Linked DNA regions of Mus musculus: regions 2, 3, 4, 5 and 6 are each linked to region 1. The links are chromatin contacts, called in public HiChIP or PLAC-seq and promoter capture Hi-C maps. All regions are on one chromosome and are shown on one strand. Each heading gives the region's core, a stretch centred on a gene start, on an enhancer-like site or on the middle of the called end of the contact. The rest is flanking DNA. Distances are from core to core; before and after follow the strand shown. Region 1 holds the start of Cdadc1 (cytidine and dCMP deaminase domain containing 1). Region 2 holds the start of Atp8a2 (ATPase, aminophospholipid transporter-like, class I, type 8A, member 2). Region 3 overlaps Atp8a2 (ATPase, aminophospholipid transporter-like, class I, type 8A, member 2). Region 4 overlaps Rcbtb1 (regulator of chromosome condensation (RCC1) and BTB (POZ) domain containing protein 1). Region 5 overlaps Atp8a2 (ATPase, aminophospholipid transporter-like, class I, type 8A, member 2). Region 6 holds the start of Phf11b (PHD finger protein 11B).

Region 1 (3,716 bases), core at 419-2,918:
CATATGCCTTTAATTCTAAGACTCAGGAGTCTACGCTGTGTGTTCTAGGCCAGCCAGGACTTCACAGTGAGACCCTTTCTTAAAAAGACAAACACACACACACACACACACACACACACACACACACACACACAGAGAGAGAGAGAGAGAGAGAGAGAGAGAGAGAGAGAGAGAGAGAGAGAGAGAGAGAGAGAGAGAATGGAGCAGAGGAGGAGGAAGGTAGTAGCAACAGCAGTTCTCAAAATGTAGAGAACAACTGACCTTGCATATCCAGTCCTGAAGGTTGGATCTAGAACTCAACCCCTACACCTAACGTTCAGGATCATCTCAGAAAGGGGGGAGGGGGATGAAAAGACTGTAAGAGCCAGAGAGGATCAGGAAGCTGTCAGAACATTGTCTTCTAGTTGTTGCAGGAAAGCTCCACCTACAAAATTTCAACAACATGGCTGCCAAAACAAGACCCGAACAATGCCAACACCAGCTAACTTGCCAACATGGGTGAAATCTCCCAGGGGTCCCATATCTAGATGAAGGGTAAATAATAACAGAGGAGAAATTAGTCTTCCCCAAGAATAAGTCCCCTCAACTAGTTATCCAGTACCAAGTGATCAGTCCTAAAAGCATATACATACAAGCACATATATGTAGAGATATATGTGTGTATATATTATATACATATATAATACATGTATATAAACAATAGTGGTTAAAGAAAAACCATGAATTAATTTAAAAATGATCAGGGCCTCGGGGAGGGGGGAGATTTGTAATGATATTATATTTTAAATAAAAATAAAACTATTTTTACAATTTTTGTTCAAATATCCATCTCTGGAGTTAAGGGTTGTAGTGACCCACTCTGGATGTGGGTGTTGGGAACTGAACTCAGACCCACTGGAAGAGTAGGAAGTGTTCTTAACTGCTGGGCCATGTTTCTGACCTCTCCAGGCTTCATTTTACACTTTATATTTTTCACTGGGGGCTGAGGAGATGGTTCATTGTGTACATGCTTTAGATATAAGCTTGAGGAGTTCCTTCTGGATCCCTCAAACCCACATTAAAAAAAAAAAAAGGTCTGAGTAAAGCTGCACCAGCCTGTAGTCACAAGTGTGTAAAGTCTGAGACAGGAGGATGAAGCTCCAGTGTAGCCAACCAGTGAGCTCCAGATCCAAGCAGAGACCCATTCTCAAAACAAACATTTGGAGGGCCATATAGAGGAAGATACCCTCTGTACGGTAAGCGCGCACACGTACGCTCTATTTACAAATTCATTGGGACGGACAACTCAGATTTTTCAGGTTCCGCTGTCTACTTAACTCTTCGATCCTCCCAGTTCTCTTCTCATAGTTTGTGTGAGTTTGGATATGAAGCAGAACCAAATACCCTGGGATCCGCCCACATCTGACGGCTGGGTTCCGATGGCCCTGCTTCCCCCACCTCGCCCACTCCGGTTCTATGTTCGCCTCTCTCTGTTTAAGTCCTCCACCCTGGTCCCCTACTGTCCCGAACCAAGACAACTTCAAGCGTCCTTCTTTCTGCAAAAATCACTGAACACAGCCTGCTACACAGAGTAGCATAACTGATAGATAACCACCACCACCACCTCGGTGCGCCGGACTCTGACGTCACATTAAGCGCCGGAAGCGATGGGGGGGGCATACCGAGACGTCATCTTGCTGCGCAGAACAAGCGGTTGTTGACAGGCCGCAGAGGTGGCCGTAGGCGAGCTTCAAGGAACCTATCATGCCTGACCGGGCAAGCTGTCCTGGGCCGAGGCCTTTGGGCTGGGGATGAAAGAAACGGATCAGATGCAGAGTTTGGAGGGTTCCGGGGCCGAGAGGTCAGTCGGCACGCAGACGGGCAGCATGACGGGTGAGTGCGGTGGCCTTCTCTCCCGCCCTGCCCCTCTCCTGGCGCTCTGCACGCTTGCCCGAGTCTCCCTCCAGCTCCGCATCCTGCCTGTCCTGTGTCTCCGCACAGCCCAGCACCCTCCCTGCTCTATGTCTCCTTCCCGCCCTGCTAGCCTGCTACTCCCCCCCCCCCCCCCACACACACACATACTGCACCTCCCTGACACCCTGCCTGCCCTGTGACTCACAGCGACTCCTGTCTGCCCCGCCGTCCCTGGTCTCCTTGCCAGGCGCGCGTCCCGGACACTGTGCTGTCCAGGCTTCATAGGTCGCGTCCTGTCCTGCACTGGTGGGTGGTTGCACCTAGAGTCAGTATCCCGGAGCTGAAGAGCCTGAAATTGCGCTTTGGCAAATTCACCACCCGTGATACCTCCCTCAAGTTTTGCCTTATGGTTGAAGATCAATCATGTTCCAACCATTGCCCTTTTAGCAATGCCAGGTTCCAGAGGGGTAGGGGTGGGGACCTTGCTCCTCGGCTACATCAGAGAGGAGCCCTTATCCTATTGATTGATTGATTATTTCCAGAGCCTTTGTATCAGTTTTACTATTTTACCTGTGGGGTGAGCTGGAGAAAAAAAAAGCACCCAACTTTGGAAAGTGCCACCCGAGGTCACTGAAAGTGAGGTTGTGGCCACTCTTGCTAAGGAAGCTTTTATTCTCCTGCCTGCCAGACCATCTGCAGCTCACTCGTAGCTTTGAGCTTAGCTCCTCTGCCTTCACTAGTGAAATTCTGAAGTGCTTGCCTTCTCTTTTGTAGGTCAAATACCAAGGCTTTCTAAAGTGAACCTTTTCACCCTGCTCAGTCTCTGGATGGAGCTCTTCCCAGGAGTGGAAGCCCAAGGGCAAAAATCTCAGGTATACCTTATTTCCATAGAGAGTGTTTACCCTTGGAAAAGCAGTAGTCTAAGTCTGGTTTCATTGGCCAACTGTAGTCCTAACAGCCAAATGCAGCAAGAACCTAGGAATGGTGTCATGGCTTTTGTATGCTGTGCCTGTAACCACAGCGAACTAGCTCATATTTCCAGTCTGAAAAGTTATTTCTAGTGTGTGCCATGATTACCAGGTATTAAGGCTTTTCTTTTGGAGACATTTAGCGCCTTAAAAATGTGCATTGTAAAAGTCAGTTTGCTAGTAATACAAAATTTGGAAATCCTTTTAGCTTTATTGTCCATATTTTATCTCATCGTAATTCTGTTATATACATTTAACTTGAATCCCTTTTCAGTGCAAAAGTTTTTTTTCTCACCCTTGGTTTCTGGCATCCTCTCCTTCATCTGACAGATACCATGGAGGTTTTGTTTATTTAAGAGAAATAAGTTGGTTTTGTTTTAAATATTTTATTTGAAATCTTGTTTAGAAATCTGACCCATACCTGTTATCAGTTTAAGGCTTTAAAAATTAAAATCTAACTGGACATGGAAATAATTGCAAGAGGCATCAAAAGAAATCCTTGTTTTCTGAAAGCCGGCCAACTTGAAAAGAGGCTTGACCTAGAGACGCACAACTTTCATAACCTGACCCATCCCTGCTATTGTTCACCATGTTACAATCTTTCCAACTGTGCTTCATGCCCATATTTCCCAAGGCCATAGCCATGAAGTCACAATGCCAGGTAGGGGTCCATGAAGGCACCCTCCAAGTTATTCTAACAGTGTGTGCTAGCTTGAGAGCTTGGTTAGCAGTTTTAATGTTATCTGTATGGAAAGTATGTTTTAGCTACCAGAAAACCAAATTTACAAAATGCATAGATTACCATTATCACCTGTTTGTCATCTACTGTCAGGAAAGCATATGTGTATATTATTT
Region 2 (3,716 bases), core at 703-3,202, 490 kb before region 1:
CTCCTATAGTAAGAGATAGCCTGGGTGTGGTGCACTCATTGAAGAAGGAGCAGACATATCCAGGGTTCCATCCCATGATCAGCTTCCAAACACTGACACCATTGCATATACTAGCAAGATTTTACTGAAAGGACCCAGATATAGCTGTCTCTTGTGAGACTATGCCGGGGCCTAGCAAACACAGAAGTGGATGCTCACAGTCAGCTATTGGATGGATCACAGGGCCCCCAATGGAGGAGCTAGAGAAAGTACCCAAGGAGCTAAAGGGATCTGCAACCCTATAGGTAGAACAACATTATGAACTAACCAGTACCCCCCCCCCCAGAGCTCGTGTCTCTAGCTGCATATGTATCAAAAGATGGCCTAGTCAGCCATCACTGGAAAGAGAGGCCCATTGGACTTGCAAACTTTATATGCCCCAGTACAGGGGAACACCAGGGCCAAAAAGTGGGAGTGGGTGGGTAGGGGAGTGGGTGGGAAGGTATGGGGGACTTTTGGGATAGCATTGGAAATGCAAATGAGGAAAATACCTAATAAAAGGTATTAAAAAAAAAGAAGGAGGAGAGAAAAGGACTGTATCTGGCTTGTTACCATGGCCCCGGTGTGTGGTCTGGATGCTGGCCGACTCCAGGCTTACTACTTCTTCACTGGTCTGCATAGTATGTCCACTTGAGATACTCAGTTCGCCTCTCAGATTCTGCTTTCTCCTGCTGGGGATTACAATCCTTGTAGTCAAGTTAAGATGATTGAAACACAAGTGTAGTTTTCCAGATTTTCTTCATGTCAGCAAACAGATATATCTGTAGCTAGCAAATGGGAGTTGACTCCCGTAAGATTCAAGTTTTGCAAATGGTGTGTAGTATACACCTTTTTGATAGAGAAGATGAAGCGTTAGTTGGATGAATAGTTAAGGAAAACAAGGTTCCACTTGCAGAGCTTTGATTCTCCCTAAAGGTTACTTCTCAAGGTGGGCTGCCTTTTCCCAGAGGGGATGCTGGGTTGAGCTTCTCTCTCTCTCTCTCTGTGTGTGTGTGTGTGTGTACACACGTGAGCACACAGTGTAGTATATACTTCTGCATACACCTAAGAAAACTGCTGGGGAGTTAAGCCCGCTCAAAGGCTTCTAAATAAAGCTTGCTGTCAGTTTTATAGAACTGGGAGGCAGGGAAGCTTGTGTAGGAGCCACAGGAACTACTTAAGAAGGAACTGGGAGCTCACATGCTGGACCAGAGCTGGAGATGAAGTTGCTCTTTTGAGGTGATCTGGCTTATTTATGGACACCAGCAGAAGAGCTCGTGCAGGATCGCAGTGGGAGACAAGCTCTGTCCACCTGGTGCGGGACTGATTTCACAGTGGAAGTACTTTCAGCAGTGATGACTTCACTTGTGGTATCTCGCTAGGGTTGTTTGTCTCATTGTGACTAAACATTGTCAAAGGATTCTAGAAAAACCAGGTTCCGAGTGCAAGGACAAGGCGTGGCCTCGGCTAAGTGGAGGTCTTCTGGCTTTGCTACTGACTCCCTTAGCCTCCTCTCCAATCTCAGGCAGACTAAAGCAGCCCTCCTGCCATTGCCCCTGGGCCAACCTGGCAAGCGCGGGTACCACAAGCTACCCGTGCAGCCAGCTCCATCCCCATCTCGCTCTGGGCTGCCAGACTCCCAGGAGCACTGGGGTCGGGCAAGATGGGGTTACCTTGGGTCCACCCGGCCTCCTGAAGGTCCAGGGCAGCGTGAGGTCTCTGGTAAATCCAGAGCTAGAGAAGCCTGGGAACCTTCGCCACGAATCCAGGTTGGGATGAGGCTTGGGGAGGGGGGGTGGGGGGGGAGGGGCGGGGCCTCACAGGTCCACGGCGGGGCGGGGCCCAGGAGGTGGAGCCTATTTACAGGTCGGGGTGGGGCGTCTCGAGTCCCAAAGGGGTGGGGCCTCACAGGTTCAGGGCGGGGCTGAGTGGGGCGGGGCCTGCCGCTGCGGCGGCGGCTGTGGCTACGGTCTAGTCTCCAGGGGCAGGCTAGGTGCATAGGCGGCCCCAGTCTCTCCAGAGCATCCTTCGCGGCTGGTCCCCGCTTGCAGCCTGCTCGCAGCCTCGGGCCTGGAGGCTGATTTCTTTGTGTTTTGTTTTCCCCGCGCCTCGATTCTGCAGGACCCGTTCGTTCTTCTGCGGGCTACAAGAAGGCAGAGGATGAGATGTCCCGGGCCACGTCTGTTGGAGACCAGCTAGAGGCACCGGCCCGCATAATTTACCTCAACCAATCTCATCTCAACAAATTCTGCGACAACCGGATCAGGTAGGAGAACAGGCAGCCGGGTGAAGCTCAATGCTCACATTCACGGGATGGCTTTTCCATCACCCGGGCGGCCCTCAGTTCACTTGCTTTCCCCAGCACTTTGCATCTCTGCCTCCTGCACCCACTTTGAGCCCAGAGGTCCACACCCAGCGCCCAGTGGGCCATGTGAACACAGATGCTGCCTTCTCCTATGCAGAGCTGTGCCCAGCCAATCTGTGGGCCTTATGGAAGTTCTTCTAATGCCACCGATAAAAGTGAAGGTGTCCTCTCACCCCTTACTGCCTTCCAAGAATCTCCATAGTCTCCCTGAAACCTCAATGATGGTTCTCTTTGTCACAGCTCTCTTGAGTAGTTTGCAGAACATCTGTGGGGAAGTGCTTTATAAGGGAATGAATGTGAGTCTCACAGGCTACAGGGACTCACATTTATTTCCCAGTGATCCACTGCATTTGCTAAGGGTCTTCTCATTTGCTAGGAAGTCTTGCCCAGAGTCAGCAGAAATATGAATGGAGGGTAGCATTTTTGTGTCTGCTTTCTGTCAGCTGGCCACTGTGTTAGGCGCCTTAGCTGCGCATCTCCAGTGTCTCATGGAGCAAATCATTGCCTCCAGATCAGGAAACTGGAGTGGAGAGATGTGAAATCTTGTACTACGCTCATATATTAATAGCTACTAAATGGGAAAGCTAGAAATCAAACCCACTTATCTGACTAGCAAGCAAATTCTTGCTGCTGTGCAAAGCTTGTTTCTTAGCTCAGTGTTAGCACACTTTGAGCCACCATTAAACTTTTGAGCTTTGACCAACTTCATGTCTGTGAGTGATTTCTGAGGATAGTTTAGTGTGCTGCTTAGAACATCCTACTCAGGTCTGGATTTCCAGGTTGTTTGTTTGTTTGTATGTTTGTTTTTTGCTTCGGCTAAAACTTTGTGGTTAGATATTTAACTATTACAGTACCTTGGTAATGCCACACTGGCAGCAAGGTCTGGTTGGTCATTTCTATAGCTTGATAGGATTTGGGAGAGAATAACAATGTATATGTGCACATATGTATGTATGTATGTATATAGATGGTACCTTTATTAAGGGAGTGTTAGATTTGTGTGACTTTATTTTGTGTTTCAAGAACGACTTTTGAACACATTTTAAATTTAAAAAGTAAATGTTAGAATATCTGAGACTTCATTCCTGAATAAATAGGCTTGTTTTGAGATGTGGGACATTACAAACAGAACATTAGAGCTTAACAAACTAGCGCGACTAATTAAAAAAGAGACAGATAGTGAAATCTGTAAAAGCCTTAGAGAAATTGGAGCCTCATACATTTGGCCAATAGGAATGACACATAGGGCTGCTGCTTTGGAAAGCAGTTTGGCCTGCCTCCAAAAGGATCAAGGTAAAGTTACCATAGGATCGGATAATTCCAATGCTAGGTA
Region 3 (3,716 bases), core at 429-2,928, 380 kb before region 1:
GTAGACTTCTCCTTCTCTGATAAGACTGCATGCTTGTCCCACGTAAGATTTGTAGTTCTGGGGGAGAGTCAGCAGGTACAGCTACCAGCCTGGCATGTAGCTGCTCTCTGTGTAGATAGAATGCTGGCTGGGCTTGTGTTCACACTAACTCAAGACCTATGTTTAGGATCCAGGAAACCAATCTGAGTAGGTAGTTTGTTGGTGCTAGGCCCTAGAGCGGTAGAGAAATATAATAAGGGCAGGAACCTGATTATAAATGAGACAGACCATTAGGACTCATAGGACTGTATTCACAGTTATGCCCTTTCCAGCAGGATCCCTGTATGTTAGAGGAGATTGCACTGTGCTGGGACAAAGATGCCTAGATGTAGGTAGTGGATTGATTGATGCCTTGAGACTCCTTAGGAGCACATGCAATGACATTACTGTTAGATAATTAGGCTGCATGCTTTGTGAGGTCCTTGTGCAATAGAAAAAGTCTTAAATCACCTGCTTAGCATTATAGTGAAGAGAACTCCTGTTCTGGACATGGCAACAATGTAACTAAAAAGCGCAAGGGTCCCCTTTTGCTTTACGATGAGAGGAGGCTGGGTTACTCTCTGCCCAACTAAGTAAAACTTGAGTAAAGTCCTTAAAAGCACCGTCCTTGAAAGCACTGAGGATGGTTCAGCTGCAGGGGGGTCAGGAACTGACACAGCGGCACTTGCTTCGTGTGCGTCTGCTCACCTGTGCTTTATGTCTTTCACTTTTGCTCTATGCCAGGGTGGATGTGTGGTGGGGACATTGTACCCCAGAGCTCCTTACAGTCAGCTGGGTCCCTTCAAGGGAAACCGTCATAGGTAGAGTGGGCTAACAGCAGAACTGGCTTCCTGGGCATTTTAGAGCTGACCCACTTGACCTGTGTGGTCCCGGGACACCGTTCCCCAACCTCAGTGTTGCACTCTGGCACACGAACATAGCTGGTGAGGGCCCCAGACAGAAAGCAGGTGAGTTGTTCAAAGATAAGAACGCAAAGCAAATGATAAGACTTGGGTGTAGTTGTAAGTGTATTCAACAGTGTGGCAGGCTCTGAAAGACACTTGTAAAATACCACAAGTTGTGGAAGTTGTGGAGAAGGGAAACCCATGTCAGTGCTTAAAACATTCAGATGGTCATGTGAGCCGTTTTCAAACCAGTTTTCACTGGGTAGGAATCTTGAGATATAAAATACCACTGGCCCCGTTGTTGGTAGACGAATGGGCAGGTCAGAAGCAAGCAGGCAAAGCATTCTGTGTGGTTCCTGGAATTCAAAGGACAAGGGAGGATCAAACTTGATGTCTCTCTTCTCTTCTCTTCTCTTCTCTTCTCTTCTCTTCTCTTCTCTTCTCTTCTCTTCTCTTCTCTTCTCCCCTCCCCTCCCCTCCCCTCCCCTCCCCTCCCCTCCCCCTCCCCCTCCCCCTCCTCTTCTCTTCTTTTCCTAGTAAAATTGTATCGGCCCACAGAGGGGAAAGTGTATCTAGTACTAAGGGAAGCCAAAACCAAACCATGGTCACAGTGACAGGAGTCATTTTTTCAGAGCTGAGTTGAGAACTGGGCAGTGTCTTCAGGAACAAGGCTGGGTAGATTATTGCTACTGCATTCAGCCTCTATAGGGTCACTTCCTGTCTGTGGTAGACCTAGGGTCTCAGTGTCCTACTTAGAGGAAGTGCTAGGGATGGAAGTGACCTCATTCCAGGGACCAGTTATCTGTGCACAAGATGGTCCCTTGAAGCTCATCACAGCTGTTTGCTTGACACTTAGGAAAGATGCCGTCAGTGTAACTTGCTTTGTGAATTAATGAATAGGAAATCCTCAGAGCAGGTCAGGCTCAGGGTCGCAGTCCTCTGGGCTGAGGATTGGTGGGAACATGGCAGGGGGTGGGGAGGACAGGGAGAGGGAAAGGGAGAGAGAAATTAACCACAAAATTTGTCCATTTACTGAATCTAGTTTTCTATTTTGTATTTTCCTCATCTCTTTTTGTAATGTTATTGCTACTGTCTTATACTGCTAAGAGTCAAACACACACATGTCTTCTTTCCAGCCAGGGGGTTACGGACAGAGAATGTCGTTTCTTAGGGATATCACACACAAAGCTCGGTTTCTTCACACCAGCTAATGTTGATCATGACCAAATCCAGGCCTGATACGGAAATAAGCTTTTATCACTTAAGAAGAAAACGTGTCATTGCTTATGAAGCACGGGAACCCTTCAAGAGCTTGGAGATTTGCTCTGTTGTGGAAACTGGCAATTTGTAGAAAACAACCGTTTGCTGACTAGAAGGAATTTCTCTCCAGCTTTGGTGCCTTTAAGATGCACAGTGAGGGGCTGGGGAGATGGGTCAGTTGCTAAGATAAGAACTTCAGTCAGCTCCCACCTAGAAACCAAGTGCAGTGACTTACATGTATGACCCCAGAGCAAAGTCTGCTGGGTCCCTGGCACTCACTGGCCGGCCAGCTTAGTGTACTTCCTGGGCTCCAGGACAGTGAGAGGCTCTGCCTCAAGAAAGAAGCTGTATAGTGCTGAGAAACACTACCTGAACTTCACTCATGGCCTACACACACACACACGCACGCACGCACGCACGCACGCACGCACGCACATGCACACACACACACACACACACACACACACACACGCACACGCACACGCACATGCACACGCACACACGAGCATATGCATCGCAAAACTTACTTTTGTCCTGTGAGTGGGTCTCAGTTAAAGCTTCCATGGGAAAATATAAGAAAGGGTCAATATTTATGTAAAGTTGTGGTGAAAGCATTGTATTGCTCATTGAAATTTTAATAGATACAAATTCATTGTACATAGTTGTGGCTTCGTTATTCTTATTCAAGTATATCATGATTTTCCTTAAAGATCTGAATGTAGACTCTGAAGCAATGACGGGTTTTTTTTTTTCTCTCCATTTCTTAATTAATTCAGGATTTGGAAATATAAGAATCAAAGAACAGAAAACCATACAAATTTACAAAATGCCTATTTCCTGCATAACCTTTTTTTTTCCCCTAGAGAATCATTTTCTGTCAGTATGGCCATTCTCTCTCTTTGCTCTGGGTCTGCCTCTTGGTGATGTTAGAACGGGCAGGTAGAGTATGGCCGTAGCCAGGGGTTTGAGTCACTATGTGCTGCTCATAGAATGAACCCTGATTAATACTATTGCTTGCTGGCGGAGCAGTGACATTCTACCTTTAAAATATACATTCAGACACAGGTTACACATGTATGCTTCATTTTCTTGTGTGTTTGAAGCTAGGAATTGAACCCAGGGCCTCACACACACACCAATACTTTAAACCTGAGCCACCTCCCCAGTCCAAGCACGTGTTTCCGGCACTTTCTGAATTGAACCCCCATAGATGTTATTTCCTAAGAGAAAACTGCCTTGCTCTAAGTACTTAGGAATGGCCAGGCTTCTGCAGGAGGAGAAAGAACATGGTTTTTTCCCCTTAGTCCTGTGTTCAAGGTCCTGGTAATTCATGGCTTTGGAAGACGCTGTAGTGAAGGCCCTGGAATTCCTCAGTCACCTACTCATTGCTTGTAGGTTACAAAGCCCGAAGAGGAGAAGGAGAGGCAGTGAGAAGATGGAATGTGTCTCCAGGTGACTGTGTTACAGCTGCCAGCGACTGTACCTGTGGGCAAATACTTTGCCTTAGAGTCTGGCTCTGTGTCACTCATATTT
Region 4 (3,716 bases), core at 369-2,868, 370 kb after region 1:
CTGCATTTCTTTTATACGTTAATTTCAAGTTTCCCCTAAAAGGTGCATGGAGGGGTTGGACGATTACAAAGCAGGTAACTGAGTAGTGGACTGCCTTCATCTTCTTGGCACAGCATCTGCTACGGAAAGCTGGGCTTCCAAAATTAGTTTTTGTAACTGATAACCAATCTCAGTCACTTCCGATCAACTAACAACATACATAATAAATGGGTTTGACTTGAGCACTCAATACTATGGTCACTTGCTACATTTCAAGATATTAGGAAATAAATATAAACATTTACTCATCGATCACAAGCTCAGTGTCACAATCTAAGTGTATCACGAGGACTCTTCTCCTTTCTACATGGATGTGTCATGTTTGTGGAATGTAAGGCTTGTATGATATCTTAAGTACTTTATAGTGAAGTGTCTTAAACATATTTGTCCATTCAATATATATTTTTGGTGTTTCAAACATATCCAATTACTCAATTCAGCATGTGTTTTTGAGCACTGACTCTGCCCACACGGTTTCAAGCTCCAGGGAATCACATTCATTTGTAGTCGTCTCTTAATAGATTTATACCTAAGCAAAGACGAGCAAAGGACATGGGCTGCTGCCAGCCGCAGCGGCATCGAGTTCTTCCTGTAAGGTTGTTTTTGTTTTCTCTTATTTTAGACAGGGTCTTCACTGTGTAGCTCCAGCTGGACTGCAGCTCATTACGCAAAGCACATATACAAAGCAGGCCGCCTCAAGCGCCCCGAGATCCTCCTGCCTCTCTTCACTCTAACCGCTCTGCTGGGATTAAAGGTGCATGTCTGGCCTTTTCCTCTAAACATTTAAACTTTTTAGGTGAAAGTGGGGAACAAATTTCCAGTAACAGGATCTAGGCTGTGGGCCTCTAGTCAGGTTGTCCTGGCTGGTGTAAACCAACAGGATTGATCACAGAACATGGAAAATGTGGAGAAGCACAAGAAGAGTCTAGAATCAATCTCCAAATGGAGAGAAAAGGGTTCTTTGGAGTCAGTTGTGTTGGATGGTGTCTTGCTGGGGCAAACACGTGAGGGAGTGTTTTCCTGAAGTGAACACAGGTGAAAAGCTAAAGGCAGACTCGTGAAGGAATATTTCCTGAAGTAGACATAAAGCAAAAAGATGTTCTGCTAAAGTAAGCACATGAAAGGACATGTGATAAGAGATTCTTTGCTAACTACATGCATGTACTGGTCTCTTTACACTGTGGAGTTGAGCTCCAGTTGTCAGGACTCCATAGAGAGAAACTGCACCAAAAACCTTCTGGAGGTGTGCCATGGCATCTAGCTGCTTCTGCGGCAGAGTGATGGCAGCTGAGACAGACACACGTGCTAAGGCAAGATTAGTGGAGGACACATGATGTTTGAAGGGATAAAAAAGGACTTGAAGGACAGTAGGTGGGGCTGAGCTAGGCTTGCTTATACAGCTAGCTGTGCAATGCCTGTTGTCTCAGTATCTTCATTTCACTGAGAGGCACAGCTGAGAACTTTTTCTGGAGTTCCTGTTGGCCCTGGTCCCTCCTGCTGATTCATCCTGAGGCTGAGGCCTGGCTGTCCCACTAGGTGGTGCCACCGCTGCTGATTCCTGTTTGCTATCTCGACTCTACCCAACTGGATTGCTGATGTCTTTGAAGTCTTTGCCAGTGGCTCGAGCTGCCACTGTTGACCTGTGAACTGCACTGCTGATTTCCAAACAACACTGACTGGAGTTGCTCCAAAGAACCTTTCTAAACAGGTCCACATCCCCCCTACCTTTGGTGGGTGGTGGGCTAAAAGGGAGGTTAAAGTGTTTAAGAACCATCATTAAAAGTAGTAATTGAAAACAATTCAAGTTACAGTCAATGCAATTTAAAATTCTCCTGTTGTATAAGAATGAGTCTAGCACAGGCTCCTAGTGGTATAGGAAGCGGGGAAGCTAACCCCTCTCCATCTTTCATTAGCTACAATTCACGCTAACCACATTTCCATTTGGTGTCAGACTCCACAGTCAGCTGCATTTGACCTTGTGAAATATTTATTACCATAAAAGAACCTCAAACAAAAATAGGATCCATTTTGAAAATAAAAGACATAATGGCTAACTCAATCCCTAAGTCTGTCTGTCCTCTGCTACACCTCAAGGGCCAGAATGTGAGTTTTTGATAAATTCCCAGTTATTGGAGACTGCATTGTCAAATGACAAAACGCCTCTAAAATACAGACTTCTGATATCCTTAGCAAAGCCAGCCTTCTACTTTTTATGAATCTGTAACACCAACCAGGTCAGCTCTGAGTTCATTAACAATGTCTCCTGCAGCCTTTTGTGGCACTGTCTCCACGGTTCAACAGCCTCAGCTGCCATGCATCAGCACGTGGACTGGGTGCTGTAGCATACCGTCAACCAGGGCCAGCTTCTGCTCAGAGTCTGTGGCTCGGCTCAGTCAGAAAAGTTCAATGGCAAACATACTCCAGAACACTCATCAGACTCTAGAAATCTGAGAAATGCAGCTCTGAAATCCAACTAAGTTTAAAACTAACAAAATGGGAACTGCTGAGATGGCTCAGTGGGTAAGGACAACTGCTGCATAAGCCTGGCAACTGACTTTGATCCTTGGAATCCATGTAAAGGTGGAAGAAGAAAACTGACTCCCCAGAGTTATCCAGACATGTACACACACACACACACACACACACACACACACACACACACACAATGCATGTGCACTAAAAACTGTTAAGTTAAAAAAAAGAGGTAGTATACAGTAAGTTCTTCAGAGAGGAACTGAGCTACAGCACAGGGACAAAAGTCCAGACCCACACGGATGTAAAGCCCACAGCACCCGGGGCTTCTGACGGTGGACTCGGTAGAGTGGGTCTGGGACAGGCAGATGCACTCATTAGCAGACTGAAAGTAAAGCATGCTGCCCGTCAGCCCGGCTGAGTCCAGCACTGTACACGCCCACTGTGCAGCCTTCTGCCAGTTCCTTAGAAGCAAAGCAGACAAACAATGATTCTGACTGTGAACGAGATGTAAAGAAGCAAAGGCAGATTTCATTTGAGGCTTGTCACTGAGTCACTAAAGGAGGTGACACTAGCCATGCTGTGTCACAGAAGAGCGGGAAGTGGGCTGACGGCGAGGGAGCCGGGGCACTTCTGTGTTACCTCTGCGTCATATCTGACTGCAGCAGAGAACAATGAAAAGGCGTTCTCCACAGTAATTCCTCGCTTGATGATGTGCTGACAAAGCCTCTTCAGTCTGTTCTCACAGTACGACGTTGCCAAGTCCAAAAGGCCTGAAAGGTAGAAGAACGAGATCTCAGCAGCTCGCAGTGCTGGGACGCTGGGACTGACAACACGGGCATTTCATGGCCAGCAGCTTGTGTTTACTTTCTATACTTTCTTCCAGAGTAAAAGAGTAAATTCTCTTTTTTATTTTATTCCTAAAAGGTTAAATGCATTAGAAACTCAGACTCTCATATTAAAAAATCTAAGTTTATAGTTACAAACTGTCCATAATTTTAAATGATACTAACATTTTAGAGATGTTTACTTAAATACTTTTTAAGTATATAAAAGTCAATACACCTGTAAATTACTATATGTTGCAGCTCTAAGAACAGGAGACAGCGATGGCCACATGGCCTGGCTAGTCCAAATGCAGTACCTATAGCATCCTCAGGAGGCAGGTCCACTGTGTCTGTGTAGAGGTACTGGAGAAAGGCACG
Region 5 (3,716 bases), core at 387-2,886, 260 kb before region 1:
TTCTCTCCTCTCTCACAGAGTGTCCCCTCTGCAGAAGTCTGAGATCGTGGATGTTGTGAAGAAGCGAGTGAAAGCCATCACCCTGGCCATCGGAGACGGTGCCAATGACGTGGGGATGATCCAGACAGCCCACGTAGGGGTCGGGATCAGCGGGAACGAGGGAATGCAGGCTACCAACAACTCAGATTATGCCATCGCACAGGTCAGCCTCCCTTCTCAGTGATGGGCAGCCGGGCAGAGGAGACAGCCTAGGGCTCAGCCCCAAGGACTCTGCCTACCTTGGGAAGCCACCATCTAGAGGAACCGAAAGTGCCTGCTGACTTCTCCGGTGTTTGAATCTTGAACAGTTTAAGGGCTCCTTCTCTGGGTTGAGCTTTCTTGGGCCCACAGACCTGTCATTCGGAGATGTGCCTTTCCTGGCAGACAGGACCCTGGATGTCTTAATCTCTACATCTCTACTCCTGTTCCCACTGGCTGCCTTCGCCTCCTCCTCCTCCTTCTTTTTCTTCTTCTCCTCCCCCTCCTTCTTTTTCTTTCTCCTCCTCTTCCTCCTCCTTCTTCTCTGCTCCTCCTCCCTCCTCCTCCTTCTTCTTCATATCCCTCACTGAAGAGTAGTTATCTCAGAATGACACATAGTTCCTCACTCAAGGACCACCCTTCTTTTAGAAGTGCTGGCAAGCGCTTAATATCAGAAAGAAGCAGTCACTTAGAGATGTCCCCTCTTGGCTGGGAACCGTCTAAGAGTTCTGCTGTGGGATGAACTGAGGGAGCAGGGGCCATGTGACTCATGGTCAGAAGCAAGCAGCCTCCTGCAGTCAGGCTGAATTCCATCTGTTCTTCTCTGATCTAAACGTTGCCAGCATGGTTCTGGTGTGCTTTACAGTTACTGGCTCTGATGTGTTTCTTGTTTCCTGCTTACTCACATGTACTTCAAGAATCCATGTGTCCAACCCTTTGTGATAGCCACCAATGAAGAAGAGTCAGCCTCAAGTCCCCCTGAGGACTAACTGGCCTATCTGGCCTGGTAGATCGCATAGAAGCCCAGTCCCAGGGAATACTGCCATGTTCTCCCAGATACCAAGTTGCAGGGCCTTGTGGCTAAATGCCTGCATTTGTTGTGGCACCAGCTTCTCCCCTGCCCCTCTGCTTCTCTGAATAGGCTTTTAAAGAACATGTTAAACTTAACTGCATGATTACAAGGGACAATGGCTTTGTCACCCTTTCAGCTAAAGTCTGGAGATACATAGAAAACACATAACCTTCTTACAGCCCCAGGGCTTGTGGTCTGGTCCTCTGCAACTTTGGGGCCTCCCCACCCCTGAAGGAAGCACTGTTTGATCACCTCTCATGTTTCCTTCTGGCTTGAGATTCTGAAAAAATGCAGCAAGAAATTACCCAGACCACCTGGCTTTGAAAATTGACTAAGTCAGTTGTGTTTCTTGGTGGACTCCAAATCCCTCAGCTGATTCCTGAAGTAGGCGGTAGGAGTTCTGATTTTACAGGTGAAAAACCTGAAGGTCCTACACACAACAACTGGCTTCAGATCTGAGCACAGGCCCAACATCAGAGAACAGCAGACCCCAGTGAACTCGGTGGCTGCCACACGCACCTGCTCCGTTCCTTTGCCGAGTCAACTGTGCAGAGGCCCGTGGGACCCATGCTTCCTGTCTGCTGTCAGCAACTGTGGATGTTATACACCCTAGCATTATTAAATACTTGAGTTATAACATCATATGGCTGGAAGGGATCTTAAGAGGTTTCCTAGGAGTTACAGGCAAATATTTGTCTGCTTTTCTCTTTAGAATGTCTAGGGATGGGGGGAATTCCTTCCTGAAACTGCACATGAGCACGAGGTAGAAGGTGAAGGAACTGCTTTTGTTAAAGGGAGGCATCAGAGAGGGGTGGTGAGGAGCCTGCAGAAGTCCATTTAAGGTTTTCTTTGCCCTCCAGGGTCGTAGCCACATCTACCAAAGGAACCTAAGGCAACCACTGTTACCCATACCTGGATTTTCCTGTTCATTGTCCTGCAGGGGCACGCTGTCGTTTCGGGGCTGAATTTGTGCCAAGTACTAGATAGATTCTAATCCGCCTCTTCCTTAATTACCATGCCCAAACCACCACCAATCGGATGAGTTCCTCTGCCCCATTGAAGTGATAACCATATCTGATTGAAATTAACACCGTGTTTTGTCTTGTTTTTTATTTTGATGTTGGTGGCCACATTTTAAAAAACTGTGTTTTGAAGGAAGTGCCCCATCAGGTAATGATGCTAGGAAGCGCATTCAGTGGGCAGAGTCCTGATTCCATGCCCTCGCTTGACTGACTCATGCTTGCACATGTAGCTTCTGCTGGACAGGTGACGGGCCACCTGAGCTAAGGAGAGGGACTGTGTGGTATATATAGTGTGTGTCCACAGCCCTCAGCTCCCAGCCCACCAGAGAACAATCCACCTTCCCAGCCTTTGTCTTGTTTGACTCTGGAAAGATGGAGCTGGTTCAGGGGAGATGGTATTAGAATACTGTGCATTTGCCTCAGACTGCAAGGGCCCTTACAACACCGCTACTGAGAGCCAGTCAGCTGCCCCTGACTGCACAGCCAGGCACCCTGATTGAGTGGGAGATAAAGAAGGACCAGGACATGGATGAGGAAGTGGAGGCTATGTGTGTGTGTTATTTTTATATCTGTATATCTCTATAGCTGTGTGTGTAAGTCTGTCCTAGGTACCTCTATAGTGTATGGAAAGTATAATTCCTTTGAGTTGACAAACTGACGGAACACGGCTCTTGTGTATATATCTTTCTTGAATCAAACCTTTGTTGGATGAGAGTCTCTGTGCCTTTCTCCTGTGGTCACCATAAAATCCATGACAGATCTTATGGAGGAGTCCCAGCGTGCTTCCCCTCCACCATTCCCTAATCAGTTCTCTGGAAGGCGTTTAGCTCAGAGGCCCAGCCACAGGGAGAGTCCAGCAGTGTGTTTGGGGGACAATATCAGTCAATTGAAGAGATTTTCTCAGCTGCCCTGAAAGCCCCACCTCAGGGAAACAGTCGGCCTTTGGCATCTGGTTGTTTTGTGGTTGTTTAGTTTTGTTTTGTTAGTTACCTACGGGTCTGGTGTCTGCTTGTAAGGACAGTCTATGTCTTTTAGTCCTCAGTGACAGGCTGCTCTGAACTTGCCACTTTTCCTTTTCAGTTTTCCTACCTGGAGAAGCTGCTTTTGGTCCACGGAGCCTGGAGCTACAACCGGGTGACCAAGTGTATCCTGTACTGTTTCTACAAGAATGTGGTCCTCTACATCATCGAGGTAAGGAGAAGGGGTATCCCTCCCTAAAGGAGACAGGCCTCTGCTGAGAACATCTGTAGACATTGAATCCACCCTAAGGAAGGGTTTTGCTAATGGAAAATTAAAGCTACTGTTGGGTCCTACTAGGATCTGTGTTGTGCAGCCTCTTTTTAGCTGGCTGTACCATGAGGCTTGTAATAAGTGACATGGCCGGGTACAGCCTTTCTTCCCTATCCTCCCAAGATCCCCAATCCCAGGCCTGATGCTGTTCTCCTCTTCCTTGCTGCTTCTGTGTCCGTGGTGGCAGAGAATGCCGCGTCACTCTCTCCTTCATCTTGCTAGGGCAGAATGAGACAAGTGTGGTCAGTGCTAGGAAACAGAGGTGGCCAACTTTCTGGGTGCCACTAGGATACTTCTGGGCAACCTGTGCCTAT
Region 6 (3,716 bases), core at 665-3,164, 260 kb after region 1:
GACTTTCCTCAGAAGCACAGGCCTTTCTCTTCTATTCTTCTTGATAGTGTGTGAAAGGCCTTCTCCACGAGCTACCCAAGGCCCTTGCCATCCTTTGCTAGGCCCTTTCATTTTGCCCAGGCTGTCCATGGTGCCCTGTTTAGTTACCTTTCTTCTGCCAGGTATAGGGTGCCCTTTGCCTTCTTAGAGTGCCTTCCCTCTAGACTATATGTTTGATTTCCCCCTAAAAAAAAATTAACTTTTAAAATTCTACTTCCTGTATGTTAGTCCCTATATGGATATTTCCCTTTGTCACTGGGACTGAAAGATCTACATTTCTGTGGTGCTTTGAAGCCCACAGGTGCTAAATAAAAAGTCCTTACTAGCACCTGGGTCTAGGACCTATTAATGTTGTATCCTTAAAGCTACTTTCACAGGGGCCAAACAATGTGGTACAATATTCAGACATAGAGACCTTACAGTTCCTTAGTTAAGCACAGGCACTGTTGGGGTATCTGGTGTGGTTTTTCTCCAGCTGTTTGATGGTTATTGTGGTTGTGGACGTCACACAACTGGGAAGAGGACCCTTCTCCATATTTGCCTCCATCAGAGTGGCCTGTGTGGTATTTTCCTGACTGCTCATTGGTGGAGGAAGGCACAGTCCTTTATGTACAGCAGCAGCAGCATGGGGCAGGTGGTTGTGGACTGTACTGCACAGCAGGTCTAGAGAGCCAGGGAAACAGCCAGAAAGCCTCCCTGCTCCTGCTTTCTTCCTTGTTCTCTGGATGATGACTGCAACTTGTAGTCCTGTAGTGTTGTAGGTCCCATGTCCGACCTACCACAGGGCCAGACAGCAGCTTGGGGAGACAGAACTTGAGAAGTTTGATTGGGCTTGCCTCACGCAGTGGCCCTGCGGGTGTTGGGCCTTAGGGACATGACTCGGGGTGGGAAAAGGCAGTCTAAGGTAAGAGACAGCTGGAGCTGGTTCAGGAGTGCCCGGGCCTGGGAATTTGCTGGTGTGGTGGAGTTCCCAGGGTGTGGACACCCAGGCGCTGCTGGCAGTTCAAGGAGAGCTGAGAATGGAATCTGGGACCATGGGCTAGATCTAGCCTGGGACCTAGGGGAAAAATGTGGGGAGCTCCAGGTGGTCCCACAGGAAGAGTCCTTGGCTTGAAGGTGGTTGGCTTAGAGGAGGTTATGTCTGGGAGCAGAAGGAGACCTTCTATGAGAGATTAGAAAGTGGCTCTGTAGGCAAAGGAGTTCTCCATGACTCCCTAAGGCAGATCCCGATGAAAAGAGTCAGTCTATGGTTCTGAGTCATTTATTGCCATGGTGCAAACGGGGTGTGTAAAACCATACCCCACTTCTCAGGGTGGCCTGAGATGAAACATCTTTTGCAGGGAGGAATACCTGGGAAGGAAAGCTTATTGGCTATGTCCTCAAGGCCTCTAGGTACCTCATTAGCATGGAGATCTGTTGTACGCCTATATGACCACAGGTCACTGTTTTGTTTTTTGTTTTTTCTAAATTATAGGCGCTTGGTGTATTTCCCTATGTGACTGATGGCCATAAATGTATAGGGGGCTGTGGCTAGTGATAGGAGCCTGGTGCCCAGGAGCAGGTAAAGCTTCTATAGACCCTTCAGGGTCTCTAGGTCTTCTAGCCTTGGCTCAACCAAGGACCAGGCTACCTCTCATGGTCCACAGGCCCACATAGCTCAAATGGAGCCTTTCCTCCCCTGACTTATTTTGGACCTTGGGTTTCATTACATCACTTTTAGAGCACTTTCAAAATGACTTCTCAGAGTGGAAAATGTGCCAGCACACTGCCCTCAACTTGCACTTCCTCTCAGATTGCTGTTTGTAGTCTCCACCCACATTTAGAGAAAAAGAAACTAGAAACTAGAACCTTGCAGAGGCACTTCAAGGACTGCAAGACAACACCCAGCCATGGACCAAGAGAAGCCAGGGTGCTCTAACCCAGTTCCCAATGGTGAGTTCTAAGGTTCAGGGCGCCAGGAAGGTCCCACCATCACTTCTCCCCAGGGAGACTGCAGGACACTGCTGAGGGTGGGGTGGGGCTTACAGCATCTGGGAAATCTGTAGGCACTGGGGACCTCGGGAAGCTAAAAGCTATTCTGTCCTTGCTTCATAGGACTGGGGGCTCTACATTGTAAAATTAATACTCAAGACATGCTGTTGGGAAGGGAAGGTAGACTCTATTGTGGATGCTGGAAACCTGGAACGGATGCCCCAGTCTTTGAGGACAATTGGAGAATACAGAGAAACAGATTAGGGTTGTGTGTTGCGAGTAGCCTTCAGTATCTGAAACATTTGTGTTGTGCAGGCTGATGTTTTAGGGATCATCCCGTGGTGGCAATCTCCTTGAGATGTTTTTTTCCTATCATGAGAGAATCACAATCCAGGCTTTTGTCAGGTTTGTGGCCCAAGGGTTCCGGATCCATCTTAGAAAATGATGATCTCAAGAATGCAAAGGAAATCTTATTGGGGTAAAGAAGCAGAATCAATGCACGGAGGACAGCAGGGGTAACTTGAACACTGGTGTTGTCAGGCTAGTACAGCTCTGCCCCAATCCTTTCTCTCCAGGAGTAACCTGGCCCAAAATGTCAAAGCAGGAAATACAGACACAATAGGAAAGCACTAATGCTAAACCTTTTCAGACCTTTCAAGCAACAGGGATAGCAGTGATCACTGCTCAAGGGAAGCCACCATTTGCAACAAAAGCATCATCCTTCCATCCCTGAAACAACCCAAGGATCCATTATCCTCACCCACTTGGTAGAGATGTCTACAGCCAAATTTGGAGTTGAGTAGTGATTTATTTCAGCCTCTAACTATCCTGCAACTAGTATATTCTTGAGCTTTATTTTGTGTACGACTGTCTTGCCTACATAAATATCTGTATATCACATGTGTTCTTGATGCTGTGTTGTATGGAGAAGGCAGCATAGGATTCTCCCTGGATGGAGAATTAGACTTGGTTATATCTCACCATGTAGGTGGTAGGAACTGAGCCAGGGCCCTCTGCAAAATGCATAAGAGCTCCTGTTTACTGAACCGTTGTTCTATTTTCTCGTATGTATGTATATGTGTATGTATGTATGTATATACATATATATGTATGTATGTTTGTCCATTGAGATTACATTAAGCTTAAAACTTCCTCAGGGAAAGTTGTATAAAATTGACATCACTATATATCAATCCTCTGCTCTAGACTTCTGCTACATTTAATGTGATCTTCATCTTGCTCCTGCCTTGCTGACATTCTTTACCTTGTGTTTCTCAAAACTTCCTTTGGTCTTTTCTCCATCTGGACTCAATATAATCTCTAGATAATGCTGAACCTGTAGTGTGTGTGTGTGTGTTTGTGTGTGTGTGTGTGTGTTTGTGTGTGTGTGTGTGTGTGTGTGTGTGTGTGGCTAACCACTACGTCATTGTAAGGGGCCAGGTAATACCTAAAGGAAAACCTATTCCCTCCCCCACAAACCATCAACTGACAGATCTCCTCAGTTAGGTGTGGTTGCTAGTGAATGCTGTCCCCCTTTTATCTGGTTTGATCTGATGAGGGCCTTTTGCAGGCAGCCTCTGATCACAGCATTTCTGTCATGTCTAGAGGACATTGTTTCTATGGATCTTAGCATCCTTCCATCCTGTCTTCCACCATATTCCTTGAGCCTTGGGGGAAGCAGTGTGATTTTTCATTGTCTCATTCAT

What was found. Promoter capture Hi-C pulls out the DNA fragments that hold promoters and counts their contacts. HiChIP or PLAC-seq counts read pairs in DNA pulled down with a chosen protein or histone mark. Capture Hi-C pulls out chosen DNA fragments and counts their contacts.
Region 2: a promoter capture Hi-C map of embryonic stem cells shows a contact between it and region 1, with 4 times the contacts expected there. The contact joins the promoter of Atp8a2 here to the promoter of Cdadc1 in region 1. A contact is called at or near these places in 18 of 39 promoter capture datasets (the HPC-7 cell line, HPC-7-derived erythroid cells, cranial neural crest and 11 more), 11 of 115 datasets of contacts at active chromatin or transcription factors (astrocytes, bone marrow-derived macrophages, embryonic basal ganglia and 6 more) and 1 of 9 other capture datasets (liver).
Region 3: a contact with region 1 is called in a promoter capture Hi-C map of the HPC-7 cell line. The contact joins the enhancer-like site here to the promoter of Cdadc1 in region 1. A contact is called at or near these places in 7 of 39 promoter capture datasets (the C10 cell line, the HPC-7 cell line, cranial neural crest and 4 more), 2 of 484 Hi-C or Micro-C datasets (B cells and embryonic stem cells) and 12 of 115 datasets of contacts at active chromatin or transcription factors (the HPC-7 cell line, bone marrow-derived macrophages, embryonic basal ganglia and 8 more).
Region 4: a contact with region 1 is called in a promoter capture Hi-C map of liver, with 2.6 times the contacts expected there. The contact joins the enhancer-like site here to the promoter of Cdadc1 in region 1. A contact is called at or near these places in 8 of 39 promoter capture datasets (the 3T3-L1 cell line, embryonic stem cells, hippocampal neurons and 4 more), 7 of 115 datasets of contacts at active chromatin or transcription factors (bone marrow-derived macrophages, double positive thymocytes, embryonic stem cells and 1 more) and 1 of 9 other capture datasets (pancreatic islet).
Region 5: an H3K27ac HiChIP or PLAC-seq map of double positive thymocytes shows a contact between it and region 1, with 8 read pairs. The contact joins the enhancer-like site here to the promoter of Cdadc1 in region 1. A contact is called at or near these places in 1 of 15 datasets of contacts at CTCF or cohesin (large pre-B cells), 12 of 484 Hi-C or Micro-C datasets (embryonic stem cells, morula, nephron progenitors and 1 more) and 6 of 115 datasets of contacts at active chromatin or transcription factors (T-cell acute lymphoblastic leukemia, acute myeloid leukemia, double positive thymocytes and 2 more).
Region 6: a promoter capture Hi-C map of liver shows a contact between it and region 1. The contact joins the promoter of Phf11b here to the promoter of Cdadc1 in region 1. A contact is called at or near these places in 9 of 39 promoter capture datasets (the 3T3-L1 cell line, the C10 cell line, the HPC-7 cell line and 6 more), 2 of 15 datasets of contacts at CTCF or cohesin (embryonic stem cells and large pre-B cells), 5 of 484 Hi-C or Micro-C datasets (the Ba/F3 cell line, embryonic stem cells and muscle stem cells), 9 of 115 datasets of contacts at active chromatin or transcription factors (T-cell acute lymphoblastic leukemia, embryonic stem cells, large pre-B cells and 4 more) and 3 of 9 other capture datasets (adipose tissue, liver and pancreatic islet).

The regions. Positions count from the first base shown.
Region 1 is chr14:59,595,911-59,599,626 of GRCm38.p6, reverse strand. Cdadc1 (cytidine and dCMP deaminase domain containing 1) reads left to right here and starts at 1,668. Exons shown (of 10, transcript NM_027986.3): 1 at 1,668-1,872; 2 at 2,668-2,765. The coding sequence starts at 1,791.
Region 2 is chr14:60,085,150-60,088,865 of GRCm38.p6, reverse strand. Atp8a2 (ATPase, aminophospholipid transporter-like, class I, type 8A, member 2) reads left to right here and starts at 1,952. Exons shown (of 36, transcript NM_015803.3): 1 at 1,952-2,284. The coding sequence starts at 2,184. 4930563I02Rik (RIKEN cDNA 4930563I02 gene) reads right to left here and starts at 1,360. Exons shown (of 3, transcript NR_166718.1): 1 at 592-1,360.
Region 3 is chr14:59,976,138-59,979,853 of GRCm38.p6, reverse strand. All of the region lies in intron 23 of Atp8a2 (ATPase, aminophospholipid transporter-like, class I, type 8A, member 2), which reads left to right. Among named protein-coding and RNA genes, the nearest start is that of Atp8a2, 110 kb to the left of the region's middle. Within about 2 kb of position 1,678, at least 4 of the 459 cell types and tissues checked have an H3K27ac peak or open chromatin away from gene starts, as enhancers often do. A contact at or near this core is called in the HPC-7 cell line, where this site is marked.
Region 4 is chr14:59,229,978-59,233,693 of GRCm38.p6, reverse strand. It overlaps Rcbtb1 (regulator of chromosome condensation (RCC1) and BTB (POZ) domain containing protein 1), which reads right to left. Exons shown (of 12, transcript NM_027764.2): 10 at 3,656-3,716; 11 at 3,154-3,284. Among named protein-coding and RNA genes, the nearest start is that of Rcbtb1, 31 kb to the right of the region's middle. Within about 2 kb of position 1,618, at least 12 of the 459 cell types and tissues checked have an H3K27ac peak or open chromatin away from gene starts, as enhancers often do. A contact at or near this core is called in liver, where this site is marked.
Region 5 is chr14:59,856,616-59,860,331 of GRCm38.p6, reverse strand. Atp8a2 (ATPase, aminophospholipid transporter-like, class I, type 8A, member 2) reads left to right here. Exons shown (of 36, transcript NM_015803.3): 25 at 19-202; 26 at 3,193-3,303. Among named protein-coding and RNA genes, the nearest start is that of Atp8a2, 230 kb to the left of the region's middle. Within about 2 kb of position 1,636, at least 22 of the 459 cell types and tissues checked have an H3K27ac peak or open chromatin away from gene starts, as enhancers often do. A contact at or near this core is called in T-cell acute lymphoblastic leukemia and double positive thymocytes, where this site is marked.
Region 6 is chr14:59,339,528-59,343,243 of GRCm38.p6, reverse strand. It overlaps Phf11b (PHD finger protein 11B), which reads left to right and starts at 1,914. Exons shown (of 9, transcript NM_001164327.1): 1 at 1,914-1,971. The coding sequence starts at 1,929.